2 separate regions of the Mus musculus genome follow, and region 1 is linked to region 2. The links are chromatin contacts, called in public Hi-C maps. All regions are on one chromosome and are shown on one strand. The core of a region is the stretch at or near the end of the contact, and the rest is flanking DNA. Distances in the headings are between cores, read along the strand shown.

The links. Hi-C and Micro-C count contacts between places; a contact is called where the count stands out from the background.
Region 1: a Hi-C map of the N1E-115 cell line shows a contact between it and region 2, with 1.9 times the contacts expected there. The contact joins two enhancer-like sites. A contact is called at or near these places in 1 of 39 promoter capture datasets (the HPC-7 cell line), 1 of 15 datasets of contacts at CTCF or cohesin (CD8 T cells), 2 of 484 Hi-C or Micro-C datasets (the N1E-115 cell line and nephron progenitors) and 2 of 115 datasets of contacts at active chromatin or transcription factors (SST interneurons and double positive thymocytes).

The regions. Positions count from the first base shown.
Region 1 is chr11:84,356,061-84,358,997 of GRCm38.p6, forward strand. All of the region lies in intron 43 of Acaca (acetyl-Coenzyme A carboxylase alpha), which reads left to right. Among named protein-coding and RNA genes, the nearest start is that of Aatf, 160 kb to the right of the region's middle. Within about 2 kb of position 1,586, at least 10 of the 459 cell types and tissues checked have an H3K27ac peak or open chromatin away from gene starts, as enhancers often do. A contact at or near this core is called in the N1E-115 cell line, where this site is marked.
Region 2 is chr11:84,289,568-84,292,354 of GRCm38.p6, forward strand. It overlaps Acaca (acetyl-Coenzyme A carboxylase alpha), which reads left to right. Exons shown (of 54, transcript NM_133360.2): 28 at 721-744. Among named protein-coding and RNA genes, the nearest start is that of Acaca, 96 kb to the left of the region's middle. Within about 2 kb of position 1,339, at least 13 of the 459 cell types and tissues checked have an H3K27ac peak or open chromatin away from gene starts, as enhancers often do. A contact at or near this core is called in the N1E-115 cell line, where this site is marked.

The DNA.
Region 1 (2,937 bases), core at 336-2,835, 67 kb after region 2:
CAGAGGCATGGCTCGGCAGGTAAGGGCTCTTGCCCCCAAGTGTAAGGGATGATTTCCATCCCCTGATCAGGCATGAGAAAAGGAGAGCACCGACTCTTACAGATTGTTCTCTGACGTACACACACTCCATGGTGCACAAGTGCTCATACACTCATACACATACACACACAAAATAGATGTTAAGGGTTGTGGTTGGAACCAGTAACAACTCAAAAACATCACCCAGCAACTGCACCAAAGACAGGTAAAAGGAATGAGTCACTTGCTTGCCTTTTATACTTTACATTAGAGCACTAATAGAAGGCTTGGCTTTAGTGGCTCGACTTGCTTGACTATGTCAGTGTTGAGTTTCTGTAGTTCATATGGAACTCTGGCATTCATTCATTGCATTTGTAATTTGTAAAGTTGCTTTTATGTTGAGATACATTATGATTCCTGATTTCATGGTATTTAAAACAAACTTAATTTTCAGAAATATCCAATCTTTTGACTTTGTAACGCAATATCTGTAAACGTGTGGGACCTATTCATGCCTGTCCATCATGATACATGCAGCCTGTAGACTAGTGTTTGGACATGCCTGATACTGAGGGATTAAAAAAAATGCTACCCACCATAAGCAAGAAAATGAAAAAAAAAAAGCTGCAGAGAAAGAATAAATGTTACTGTCTAGGAAGTCAGGCTCTGGCAAGCCTATCTTTCAGATATATCAGATATCTGGCTGCTGTGAGCTCTAGCACTGGGGCATTTTACCATTTGCCTCAAGTACCAGTCTATTTAGAAAAGCCACGAGGTAACTAAAAAACATTTTTTAAAAATCTATGAGAAACATGTATTTGGTAAAAGAGAATCCAGAATATATAAAGAATTTTCAGAACTCAATAAGAAAACAGCCTAATAGTTAAATACATGGGCAAGAAATTTGAGTAGACTCTGCATGAAAGAAGATGTTTAAAGATGGGAGATAAGTGTATGCAATTATGTCTGTCACTCCTCATTAAGGAAATTAAAGCCACAGTTTCACAGCACTACATTCTTTCCCTATATGATGCAGCTTCTTGTTGTTGGTTTATGGTGATGGCAGTCAAACTCACAGTCTGATACATGCTAGGTAAGTGCTCTAAATCTGTGCTATATCCCAGCTCTAGGAAAAACCAAAATAAGTATTTTTAATGATAATTTACAAAATTCCAAATGCTGATATGAATTGGGGTAGCTAGAACTCTGTCCACTATTGAATGAAATGAGAAGTGGTATCAATACTTTGAAATCTGTGGTTTGGTTTCTGTTTCTTTTACTAAGTTAGCTATACACTTACCATACAATCCTGTTTCCAAATGTTCGTGGCAGCTTTCTTCCTAGTCTCTCCCCAAACTGACAGCCTAGATGTCTACCAACTGACAAACACTAACTGAGTCATGGCACCCCTCTGTGAAAAGGAAGTACCTACACTTGGACTGTATGAATGAATGTGATGCACTCCATATGATAACCAAAAGAAGCTAGGCCCTGAATGCTGTATACTCTGTGAATCTCATTGTATGCCACCTTAACAAAAGGCCAAGCAGTCAGAGCAGAAATGAGATCACTGGCTGTTTGGAGTAGGCAGAGGGGCCAGAGGAGCGTGACGATAATGTTCCCATGTCGTTACTGTGTACGGGATGTGACTGGATGTGTTTGTCAGTGTCATAGAATTTTATACCATAAATTGGATACTTTTGTTATATTTAAATAATCTCTCAATAAGGTAGACTCTTGTCTGCCCTCTTGATTTTCTTTTGAGTTGGGGCCTCACAGAGTGGAAGCTGACCATAAACTCCTGACTCTCCTGTCTCCAGTTCCCAAGTGCTGGGATCACAGGCATGAGTCACCACACCTGGCTCTAAACCAGACTTTATTTAAAATGCTAAGTATTTCCATTTGGAATTGATTTATTGTCAGTACTTTCATGTCTCTAGCTAAATGAGTAGTTAGCTGATGGATCTCTGGGATGAGTGATTTCTTTTGGCAGGCAGCTCTCTATTCGGAAGGCTATGCCTTTTCTCTCACATTTGACAGGCAAACTATCTATGGTTCTTCTTTATTCGTTTACATTAATAGTATCTTCCACTGCACCTGGTGAGTTTGTGCTTGTGCTCTCAGTGAGCAAAGCTCTTGCAGTGCTTTTTCTGCTCTGTATCTCAGTGTCTTTGTGGCTAAATACTTTCCTATCAGGGAATGATGGCACACACCTGCCCTAGGAGGCCAGGATAAGATGGTCAGCTTGAGGCCATCCTGAGCTATACACGTAGCAAGACACTTGTTTTAAAATACATTTAAAACAAAACCAGTCTTTTCCTGACACTGGTAGCAACAGTCTCTTTGCCTAAGATTATTCTTCAGCAAACTTGATCACATCAGAATTTGTTTCTTATTGAGAGATTTTTGAGTCTTGCCAAGGGGATTATCTTGACTCAAACTATGGCTCAAATCCCCTCTGCCTGCGAGTGTGTATCACTGAGCGTCCTCTCTGCCCCCAAGCCTAATCCACCAGCTGTGGGCTAGCTCTCTAGTTTGCCAGTGCCAGCCGTGACAACAACAGTATAGAAAGGAGTGTAACCCTTTAGCTGTGTATTTGGTAACATTGTCACAGAGGCATTGTCTCTGACTCCCAAGAAATTTAATTCCACTCACCCTTGGATATATTCCTGGTGAAACATTTACACAGTAATATGTGCAGCACCACTTAGAAATGTTAATTGGAGATTGAATTACTTGTCAGCTTTTAAAAATGTAGTTCTCTGGGGTCAAGGAGGATGTTAGGAGGAGAAGTGCTGTTACGGTTTTCCCCTTCCCTCTCTCCCCTCAGCCCTTTCTTCTTGCCCGTCCTCCCTCTTGTCCCTTTATACCACTCTTTCCCCACTGCCATCTCATCTGTCTGTCTGTCTATCTGCCCTC
Region 2 (2,787 bases), core at 89-2,588:
TTAGTGAAAGGCCTAGAGTTTTCAAGCTAATAATAATTAAAACATTATCTTACACCATTTAATTAAAGAATATCAACTGTAACAAGGTTATACCAAACTACTAGTATAATGTAGATTCCTTAGGATTTTCAGGGCCCTTAAGCTCTTGTGCCCTAGGATATGTGCTGCCTTTCAGAGAGGAAAAGTGGGGCTAAATTTCAGGGTACCTGTATCACTGGATTCATTTCCTTATTTTTATTACATATTCCAGAAAAACAATAAGGCAGGAGGAGCTATGGAACCAACTTCTGATTTGTAATAGGAGCAAGGAATACTGTAGACATTTTGTGTCAGGGGTCATATTTCATGTTTCAGATTAAAGATAATGTGCCATATACTAAAGCTTGACTTTTTAACCAGTCTGTGTTTTACCCCTACTCCACATTATTATTATTATTATTATTATTATTATTATTATTTTGTAATGAGACTTACGTTTAAAAAATCCCTGGTGATACATCTGGACCCTTTCCTCAACAGCCGCTGTGGTGAGGTAGGTCAGGAAGAAGCCTCTTTGGAGGTACCCTGGGGGTTGAAGGGTAATGAGCACTTAATTATGTCTGCTGGTGCCAGAGCTGCAAAACTGGAGCTCCTGGTGACTGGTCTGTATCTACTCTGACAATTCTTTTATTATGGCTTTCACTAACCTATCAGTAACTAACTGTGGTTGTTTAATTACAGAGGGAACATCCCCACGCTAAACAGGTACCGTATATTTAGTTTCTTTTCCAATTAAAAGCACATCCTCTCCCCTCCCCCCCCAAAAAAAAACAACTTAGCATAGTGAAACATGGAAAAATATCATACTACAGTCAACGAGGAAATCCTCAGCTTCCCCTTGGACATACTGACTTACCCTTTCTGTTCAGAAAACATGTCTTCAGCTGTTCCAAAAGTACGTGAAAAGTGTCAGTATGGCAGAGACCCCATTGAGCTCTGCGTGAGAGGGAGTGTGTTGACAGGCTATGTTCAGCGTTGCTGGCAACATCTTTCCGAGTTCTCATTACATTTGGGGCTTTCAGAGGAGAAACCCTTAAGATTATTCTTAGCCTGGCAAAACATTCACAGTATTAGTTGCTCTAATTTGCTTCTCCTTTTAGAGGAGTAAATTCCAGAAATAGCTGATCTCATGTTTCATCATTTTGTTAACTGTTTTAAATTTAAAAGTGTTAAAGTGTTCCCATGATTTAAAAGTCATTTTATTTTATACCTGTAAGATTAGTGTTGGAAAGGTGTATTAAGTTTTGTTACTTTGAGCTGTGTGAAGAAGTTCCCAAGCCAATACAGTGCGAGGGGCATTTCAGTGTGTGTTTTGCGTTTCTTCTGCTTCCTCAGCCAAGCAAGGTCACATGCAAGTTTGAGAGGACAGCAGTTTTGATTGGACAGAATCCAGAAAGTGTTAGGGCAGTGACAAGTTGGTGGCAAACTCTCTGTAGAAGTGACAATATTTATAGGCTTACATATTTTCTCTCCTTTTAAAATACTAGTAACTAAAACAAATTATAGCCGTATAGCTCTATTAAAATGTGGAGAGAAGGGGGGGAGAGAAAGAAGGAGAGAGAGAGGTGGGGGGAGGGAAGAGGAAGAGGAAGAGGAAGAGGAAAAGTATTTCTGCGCCCGCCTTGGTCTTCCCTCAGAGGGATGCTTGGTTCAGATCTGCCAACCTTAACTGTTCTGGCCCATGAGCATAGAGATAGAGGGGAAACTGAATCTTGTATATATTTCCCATGGGGTTCTGTCAAGTGAAAAATATATTTAACCCCGTGTTTGCCACAATCATATTCTGTTAGCTTATTTAGAAGGAGTTCCTTCAAATATTATCTGGAACCCATTGCCTCTTTCCTGTCTAATAATAGGCAGATGGAAAAGGTGCCTCACAAACTTGCTCATTGCATAAATATACTTGGTGATCCTAGAAGTCAGGATAATAGCATTTCTGAGTTAACACAGCTCAGAATCCCTGTTTCTAGTGAGCACCATGTGTAAGACTTGCTTGAAATGTGCTTCATTTGTTTCATCCATGGTATCAATGGTTTCCTCTCTCATTCTGCCTCCTGTTTTCCAATACTATTAAATGATGAACTTCCTGTCCTATTGTCCTCATTACCAAGAGTAAAACCCTGGAGTGTCAGTCTCTTTAGTCTGTGTGAGCAGTATCCTCACCTTGCAAAGCATCCTTGTATAAACAGGACTTGCAGTGAGCCTCAGATCTCAAGCTCACGTTGCTCTCTTCCTCCTGCAACATTGCAGGTGGTGTTCTTCAGCGAGAGTTTTGAATAGTTTTCCAAAGAGCAGGTCTCATCATCTCACTCTGAATTTGCTTCAGGTCAATATGCCAGTAATGTGTCAGACAAATCCTGGAGGCATCCTTTAGCTTGGTCCTTCCTAGCAGGCTCTCCTGATTGGTCCTTCAGAAATACCTTGTGATATTATTTATGAGTACATTCTGCTGAGATGCATCAAAGAATATTCATATTCATTATGGAGTTAGATTGAACAAATCAATTCAGTTCTCTTGAAGCATCTCCATTTAGCAACTGATTGTCATGCTTACACATACTTTGAGACGAATGCTCTACCTTTATATCTTGCTAGAAGTTAATAAGGCTTTTGGTGGTAGTTCAAATGTGCTTAAGTATAAAAAGGAATTTTTGCAATGTGGATTTAAACTCTTTTAAAAAGGGAGAACTATAATCAATAAATATCTGTCACTCAACCAACCAAAGGAAAAGGTAAATATCTCAATAA